2 separate regions of the Gasterosteus aculeatus genome follow, and region 1 is linked to region 2. The links are chromatin contacts, called in public Hi-C maps. All regions are on one chromosome and are shown on one strand. The core of a region is the stretch at or near the end of the contact, and the rest is flanking DNA. Distances in the headings are between cores, read along the strand shown. Region 1 has its middle 7.8 kb from the start of LOC120808378. Region 2 holds the start of LOC120808358 (ankyrin repeat domain-containing protein 9).

The links. Hi-C and Micro-C count contacts between places; a contact is called where the count stands out from the background.
Region 1: a contact with region 2 is called in a Hi-C map of tail fin, with 2.6 times the contacts expected there. The contact joins the enhancer-like site here to the promoter of LOC120808358 in region 2. A contact is called at or near these places in 5 of 6 Hi-C or Micro-C datasets (liver, skeletal muscle, tail fin and 1 more).

Annotation. Positions count from the first base shown.
Region 1 is chr18:14,201,401-14,205,673 of fGasAcu3.hap1.1, reverse strand. No RefSeq gene overlaps it. Among protein-coding and RNA genes, the nearest start is that of LOC120808378, 7.8 kb to the left of the region's middle. Within about 2 kb of position 1,628, at least 5 of the 9 cell types and tissues checked have open chromatin away from gene starts, as enhancers often do. A contact at or near this core is called in liver, where this site is marked.
Region 2 is chr18:14,086,760-14,091,412 of fGasAcu3.hap1.1, reverse strand. It overlaps LOC120808358 (ankyrin repeat domain-containing protein 9), which reads left to right and starts at 2,253. Exons shown (of 2, transcript XM_040161239.2): 1 at 2,253-2,371; 2 at 2,537-4,167. The coding sequence starts at 2,792. The coding sequence ends at 3,688.

The DNA.
Region 1 (4,273 bases), core at 379-2,878, 110 kb before region 2:
AGATGCGAGTGGATTATCAGCTTTGGGTCCAAAGCCGTGGAAGCTCTTGACCCCGTCCAAGCAACGGCTGCTGCAGACACCACTGGGTGAAGGAAGACTTTGCACAATTTACAGAGCAACGAAGTGGAGATAAAGCCGCCTTTCTTCCCACCTAAGGGTGAAACACGCCAAATCTACTGATGCATTTAGAGGGATTCAGCTTTTCCATTGAATACTGCAGCTTACTGACCGCAGCGCATATTGTACCAGTGAGCAGATGACAGCTTGACACGTTATCACTTATGCACAAAACCATATGTCGTTGTCCAGCATTTAAATGCCATTTCCTCATTAATCCCTCAAGAACTCTGTTACCACCACTCTCAATAACACCCTTAGAACAGGTATGACGTAAACAGCTGGACTTCCACAGTGTTCAGTTAAATGCCCTTGAAGCTCTTTGCCAAGTGAAGATGACTTTAATGATTCCAGTCGCTCAGGAACCAGATCCAGGAAAAAAGATTTAGCAACATCTCATTTGCTTTGAGTTAGGAGAGTGAGATGGGGTTGTGCGTGTGAGCCAGATACAAGAAGTAACACAACGGAGCTCAGTGGAAAACAGCAGCTTTGTCTCGTGTCTGCAGGTTGGAAATGCACTTTCTCATCTCTAAAATGAACAATATGTCTGTCACATCGCACAGTGAGCGAATGTCACTTTTGACAGAAGAAGAAGAAGAAGGAGAAGAAGGTACTGAAGCTGCATCTCCTCTTGAAGCCTTCCCGGTAGACACCTCACACCTGCCCGTTGCGTCTTTGTTGAGTAACGGCTGCTGGATGACGAGGGGGAGCTGCAGTCCGAGGTCGAGGTTGCGAAAACGTCACCGCGGCCTTTGCTGAGCCATCGCGCACAAGGAGGTCGTCGGCGTTTGCCTCTGAATAATTCCCTGAGCACGTGATGCTGATGTGGGGGGGACGATGCCCGGGGGAAAGCTGAGAATGACTCCATCCGCTCACAGCGCTTATTGGAACACACACAGTATTCAGAATTAGTGCTCTAATTTTTCTCCGTCCCCTTCTTGGTGATGTGGTTAGTCGATGTGTGTCGGATGAATAGACGGCAGCCGCTCTCCGAAAACCCACCGACGGAAACCCCCCGCCCGCCCCTCTGACCACGTCGTGCTCCGCTGCAGTCGAGCCAAAACCACGCGCGGTTGAACCCCCGCTGGATCTTCTAGAAACGCTCACGCTTTGGTTGAGAGACCAGAGCCGCTCCAACCAACAGACCTCTGCTGACTTCACAGGCTGTTTGTTCTCCGTCTCCTGGAGGGCTTTTAAGCCCTCAAATATTTGCTCTTGGGCAACTAAATTACAGAGACGCTACGTCGCTCGCCCTCGCCTCCGTCCTTGGACCCGACTTCCGAGGTGTCTGTGCACGGGGACGGGACGCTGTTCTCGAGCGCTGGTACATTAGTCGCTCTTCCGTTCGATTGTCGCGCCAACTCAAAGCACACTTTCGCTAATGAAAAAAAAAAGAGCATGGAACTATTGTTCAGTAAAGGACCATTTTTTTTATCCGCTTAGCACGTTGACTGGTTGATGAGGTGCAGGATGTGGCGCAGGAAGTGGCGCAGGAAGTGGCGCAGGAAGTGGCGGATCAATGTAACTGTCTGGCAGGCGCTCTGCCCCGGAGATAAACCTCCCGCTCTGTGTTTAATGTGAGAAGGCCGTCTCACATTAAACACACACACTGAACGCAACGCGCGTCACGAGTGAGGCCGCAGTCTTGGTTTGCGGCTGTCGCCGGGTTGTTTTTTTAAAGTTTTTGAATTGAGAGCAGTGAGGTTCAGACCGCGTGTACGTCTTTATTATTTAAGAAGACTTGAGATTGAGACCATGAACTCGTGTTTGGCAAAGGTCACCTTTTACACAACTGAGGCAGTGGAAGCACACGAGAAGTGTTCACAGGAAGCAGGGGATGCAGTGCTTTCCTGTTTGCCCTCATGATGCTGCTGTTGTCTCACGGTTATGAATAAAACACAATGACTGACTGCCGATACCGTTTCTGCAAACACAACATGCTCCTTCGTTGTAAAGTGTTTAACTGGTGACACATAAGGAGACTTTCTCAACTACGGCAAATAATACAAATTTGGATATGGCTGTAATCGTATATTCCAGAATTTGTCCCTTTAATCATGAACTTAACGAAGTTAAAGACCATGAAGGGCGACGGGGTGGAGGTGTGAGAATCCAACACCCCCCTGCGTCACAGCTCATTTATTTTAGCCCCAATGACAATATTTGCCTGAATCTCGTCTCTTCCTTTCCTCCTCCGCTGAGCTCACTGAGAACGAATGTGTGTGTGTGTGTGTGTGTGTGTGTGTGTGTGTGTGTGTAGACTCTCGCAGACACACAACAGTGCCTTTGAAAGTGTTTCCTATTTATAGAGTGTGTACTGTTTCCGTTGTCATGTTGATGAACATCACATTCGAAAGCCTGAATTATTTCTCAGCGTTCGCTTTGGAGAAATTAGAATTGAAAAATGCATCAATCTGACACTGTAGAAGTCACTGATTACACACAACCAAGGACAACGGCACACACACAGACACACACGGACAGACACGGACACACATAGACACAAATAGACACACATGGAGACATATAGATACAGACAGACACATACAGACACACACGGAGACACACAGACACACATAGACACACACAGACACACATGGAGACACACAGACACACACAGACACACATGAAGACACACACAGACACACACGGATACAGTTCAGGTCTAAAAACAACTTGTTGCAGGTGTTTCTGAGCGTCATCATTTATTCTCCTTTATCTGAATTTATGTTTTAAGCATTTTTAACAATAGCGTCCTCCATCTTTCTCACAGGAAAACTCCTGGTTCCAGGTGTAACCCTCTCAGGGGGGGGGGGTCTGTGTAGAACCCAAATATGTGGAGATGTTCCTAGGATCCTCTACAGAGAACCCTACTATGGTGTCATGGTTCCACAGCCCTCTCTGCACGTTCTGCTCGGTTCCCGACAACAAGAACCCACCTCCAAAAACGTTCATAAATGGGGATGAGCGGCTGACCTTTGAGATACTTCTGTGGTTCCATTCCCCCAACAACAGCAGACGCATATAAACACAAATCCTCACACACACACACACACACACACACACAGACACAGACACACACACACCCTGGGGGTCACCGGTGCAGATCTTCATCCTGCACGGCAGCGAGGACGCGTCCTCATCGGGCTGACCTTTGCTGCAGAGGGAGACAACGCTGAAATGTTGATGATCCTCGTGCTGCGGGTGGAGGAACACACTGACTCCCCCATCAGGGCGCCTCGTGGGTGCTCACAGAGCCGCAGTCCGGCCCTCCTGTTCGGGGGGCAGTAACCATCGCTCCTCCATAATACCCCTTAATGCCTCCTCGCGCGCACCGTCCTGTCCTCCCAGGAAGCCGCGTATTGATTTTTTGAACAATATAGTGGAAGAAACAAAACAAAAAGGAGTTGAAATTCAGGTCGATGCCCCACAAAGGTGTAAATCGATGGCGTTTTAATCTGGCTAAGCAGCCCCAGTGAATAGTCGCTATGGATCTCTTCTTCACAGTAATTTATGTGAGCTGTGGGGCTCAGAGCTACAAGACGTTTGTATTTGGAGGGAAATGGGCGACTTGTTACATCGATTATCAGGAATAAACTGTGCTGCAGGAAGTTAAACACGGCACTAATTTGCTGTATTATTTGCAACACCTTTGAAAAAGGAATCTTCACCTGTGACGACGTTTACAGAACGAATTCATTAATTCATTTAATGACATGACAATTGCTTGATTGGTACAGTTCATAATTATATACTGTATGCATACATAGTGCACAATATTCCCCCAGTTTAAACTTGATCATACACAAGAAGCGAAGGCTCACCAGCGTCTTTCAAATGTTACTGTTTCTTAATTAATCCGAGCTGCGTCTCGTACTTTGTGCGTTCTGATTTAAAATAGATGCTTTGACTGGAAACCCTCCGCCCTGATGTTGTTGATGTGGCCGTCGGTGAAGTGACGGGCAAACATCTGAAAACATGAAAAAGTGTCATCTTTGTCGGAGGGTTTATCTCACGTGTGCCCTCTTCCACTAATTGGAACGCGTCCCGTGCGGTCTCGCTCCACCTCGGCTTCCCAGATGGAAGAAGACGCGCGTGGGAGACATCCTGGAGGCCACGTTAGAACGGCGGCCCGCTGAAAAGGTCTTGAGAGACG
Region 2 (4,653 bases), core at 1,004-3,503:
GAGGAGCAAACGGACGCTTTGCATGGAAATCACGCAGATCTGCACGCTCGCGTTCGATGTCAGAGCGTGCCGGAGTGCTCGTCGGGCCGACCGTAACCGACGTCTCATCTAATTGGCCGTAATAGAAGAGCCTGATTACGGAAGATAAAAGGCGGCGCGGTCACAGCTGAGACTCATTGCCGACCACCCTGCCAACGCAAATTCAATCGCAGGCTTCTTCCGTGGCTGACGAGACGCCCGCAGCTCCAATCAGAGGAACCTTGGATTGAAAGCTCTTGAAGAAGAGGAGCTTGAGTGTCTTTTTCGAAAGCAGCGTTGTTTCCTGAGCTTCCCGCCACATCTCGTGGCCTTCCTCGGCAGACGGCAGGTGACCCCTGCTCTCTGGGGTCAGACGTCTGCTTGTTGATAACCGTCGGAGAAAGAGGTTCCTTGCATCGACAAAAGCTTTTGTCAAAACACATATTTTAAAGGATGAACCTTCAACCTCAATTTGAAAGTTACTTGTGTGTCTTTTTCTCGTCTGTCCTCCATAAATTGTCTTGCTTTTGCTCCTCAGTTCATGTTACTGGCGCAGAGGCTTCACCACCCATATCGTGGACAAAGAACCAACAGCAACTACGATAACAGCATTTAGTCACCTTCATTAACGTGTCTTTCCTTGGTTAGATAAGACAGCACATGTGGAAATGGGAATCATCGCATCAACAGTTGTATTTCTCATCCCCTGCATTAATCACATCTTTACCATCCTGTGTCCCTGGCAACCTGAGAGACATGAAGACAGAGCGTGAGGCGTGTCTATGTTGTTAGAATCTGTACATCATTGTGCTTAGACGTCTACAGTACAGTGTAACATTGAGTAAGCCAGCACTGCCCCAGTGTGGTCAAAGATGATTACTACACAACTCTAAAGCTTCACGTACATTGTGTACAATGTGCTTCATAAGGGACACATAGTGAGGAACGTCCCAGGAGAGAAGATTTCTGTCCTCATCTTTACAGGGGAAAATAATATCTGACATGTGTAGTGTTACTATTATAATTACCTTTCTTCTAAGGGGGGAGTTTGCTTTGAAAGGATCCTTTTTATGTAATAAGTTGGTACTGACGCAGTAAACGTCAGCCAGCTGTTTCTGCAATGACTCAATGCTGCAGAAACATAACGTATTCGTTTTTGCTTTTGCTTATTAAAGTGGACACGTTGCATCCCAGTGTTCGGATGTCTTATATCGGTAGAAAGTGGAGACGTTTTGCCTCCTGTCAGGTAGTGAATGAGCAAAGGATGTAGGACAGCGAGGCAAAATATTCAGATTTTGGACCATGTAGAACTGAGTTAAACATAATGGTTAAGATGTGATGAGCTGTGATGTGTTATTATTAAAGTGTACCAGATGATGATGTTATACATGCTATGTTATGTTTCACACTGAGGCCTGAAGCCACAGGTATGTTCATTGAATGTATTGGAATGTTGAGGGAAAGATAAGACACGATAAGATGAGACAGAGAGGTTCCAGGTTCCAATCTGCAGACTCAGAGGAATGTGGGAGGGAGACTAACCGGGAGGAGACACGTTTGAATGAGCAAACAGAAGCCTCCTGTAAACCAATATGGTCATATGAGATATGGACGAGCAAAATATTATACTATTCACACCTCATTTCACTTTGTAACTGCATTGCTTATTACTTCTGTTAATTATTCAATTCTTTATCATTAACTTTATCATCAACTCGACGCCTCAATTAATATCAACAAAGTTCTCTTTGTTCATTCTAACGTTGAAGCAATGGATCTGCTGACGCCAGGATTACACGAAAATATTACCTCACATTTCTCTCCCCTTATTGTGAATTCTTTCTCCTTTTGCCTTCAGCCTGTCTGCGCTGTCGCGATATGTGATTATCTATTAGAAAACCTGCGCATTGTTTATCAGCACAAGTTTACGAGCATTTGCAGGCGTATCAGCAGTGTAGAGGGCAATGGGCCGTGGCCCCACCCAAAAAAAAAAAGATTCTTTTAATTATATTTAAAATAAATTTGACAAATAGTCAATATGTCTCTATTTGTGTTTTTGAAATATGAAACATACCCGGTAATATTTGTAAATTAACGATATCGTCGCCGAATATATGCTTTTCCTGCACGTCCTCTCCGCTTCTCAGCTGGACTCGGGCCCAAAGCGGCGGGTCCAAGAGGCGGATAGCCAATCACTGATAAAGTTAATGAGTGACACATAGTTCCAGAGTCCTAAAATACATTGGGATTTGGGCATCGCCCCTCGCCGCCCCACTGCGCTCTCGTCAGGGCGAGTCTCAAGATAACAAGACGACCGGCGGTGTCCTTCCGAGAAGAGCTGGAGAAACTAGAGGTAAATATAAAATCATATCATATATAAAATCACATATATATATTCATTTATTCATTAATATATATATATTCATTTATTCATTAATATATATATTCATTCATTCATTAATATAGGCTACTGAATTGTTTGAATAAGATGTCACAACTATCGCTTTTGTCAATAAAGTTTTGGAGGCGCATGCGCAGTGGCTCGATACTGCAGAGAGCTACATCGGGAATTCCGCAGCTGTCAAGGAGGACCGTGCGGGAATGTGAGGTTGGAGACGGGCGCCTTGCCCCCCCACCCCCACCCAGACCTCCCCGTACAACTCAACATGTGCGTCTGCTCCCGGAGCCCCGCGGCTCTGGGGGCCGTGGTTCCGGAGCGATGAAGGGACGTTGCGGACAGAACTTTTAACTCGGGCCGCTCCTCTCCGCCGCCATGGCCTCTCCGGCCATCGGTTCCGCGGCAGGGAGCTGCTTCGAGCAGCATCGCAAGTCCGTCTCGCTGCTCTTCTACCGGGCCGTGCGGGACCTGAAGCCGGTCTGGATGCTGGAGGACATGCGTGCGATGGAGACGTTTTGCTGGGAGGAGGGCGACGCCGCCGGCCGCCGCACGTACACCCCGTCGGAGGCGCTGCTTTACGCGATAGTCCACGACCATCGGGCGTACGCGCGCTACCTGCTCAACCGGTACGCCGGGGAGGCGCTGGCGAGGCCCGGGGAGCGCTTCTGCCGCTGTGCGTCGCCCGCCGCCCCGCACCTGGCCATGGCCATCCGCTACGACCGGCGCTACATTCTCGGCCTCATCCTGCAGGAGAGCCACCGCATAGCCGGCGTGCCTTCTCCTCCTACGTCCTCCTCCTCCTCCACCACCTCCGCCTCCTCCTGCGGCAACCGGGCCGGCTGTTTCCACATGGAGGACGGCCGCACCCCGCTGCACCTGGCCTGCGAGCTGCTGCGCCCCGAGGCGGCGGTCATGCTGCTGGGGAGCGGCGCGTCCCCGCACGCCCTGGACCGCGACGGCTGCACGCCCCTGGACGTCCTCCTGGAGAAACTCGGGCACCGCGGGCAGGGGGGGGCGAGCGGGAGGCAGTGCCTGGACCACCTGCTCATGTTCATGCCCAAGGTCCGCTTTAAGATGAAGGGGGCCCTGCGCAGGGAGCCGGGCCGCTGGGCCCCGGTGCTGGGCGAGGAGACCTACGGGTACCTGACGGAGAGGAGGCCGGCTCCGCTCATCCTCGCCGCCATGCAGACCGTCCTGAGGCAGCTGAGCCCGGAGACCTTCCCGGACAACCTGCACGAACTGCCCATCCCCTCCTCCCTGAAACCGCTGTGAGGGGGGGGGTGGAGGCCTGCAGGGGGACAGTGATGCATGCTCCGCTATTTTAGCACGGTGTGTGTGTGCGTGTGTGTGTGTGTGTGGGGGGGGGAGGGTTGTGTGTTTGTGTTTGCACTTCATTATAGGGCTCCACAAATTAATATTCAGGGAACAAACGCATGAATGTCTGCAGATGTGCTGATTGGATTCACAGTCTGTGACAGCAGCGTGGAGGCAGAGAATGAACCAGGGAATAAACAGCCATGTTGTTTCTTTAAACTAATGTAGTCATTAATCAGCAGTTTGTTTATCAAACCTTTACTAATATGCCACTGAACTAATCCGATGAAGGTTTGCTGTGTTACTCATGTCGGGTTTTTATTTGAATGGAAAGATGAAAAAGGAAGCGATCTTATTGGTCATTTAACAGTCAAGTGACTTTAAGACTCTTTGGGCGACTGATTATTTTTAAAATAAAATCAACACATGGATTTGTATTTTTGTTGTCTTTTCTTGACCTCGTGAACGTTCTCTGTCTGTGTAAAACAGAGAAAGAAACAAACATTCTCTCCAGAATGGAGGGTTGTTCTCGAGATTCAAGATTCACTCCAGCTTTTCCTCCCGAGCTTCCTACCAGGACCACCTTACAAATCTCACTTTCTATAAACATAATTTAGTTATAGCTCATTTAGAATGCTGTATCTATGTAACATTATGAAGCATTTATTATGCAGTCAAGCATTGCAATATCTCATATTCCTGAACGCTCACTGACATATTAGTGTGCAGAGGCCGGAATGTGTTATAATCTTAAACACAAATATGTGAAAGCCGTATAAACATTGTTGCTTATTACTTGACTTAAAGAAAGGAATTCCCCCCTGTTATGCTACTCGGGGAATGAGTAACAGGAAATGCTGTAAGGTTCTTGTTGCCTATTACGGTAACAGAAACACTAAAGACCAGACGGATGAGAATTCTCT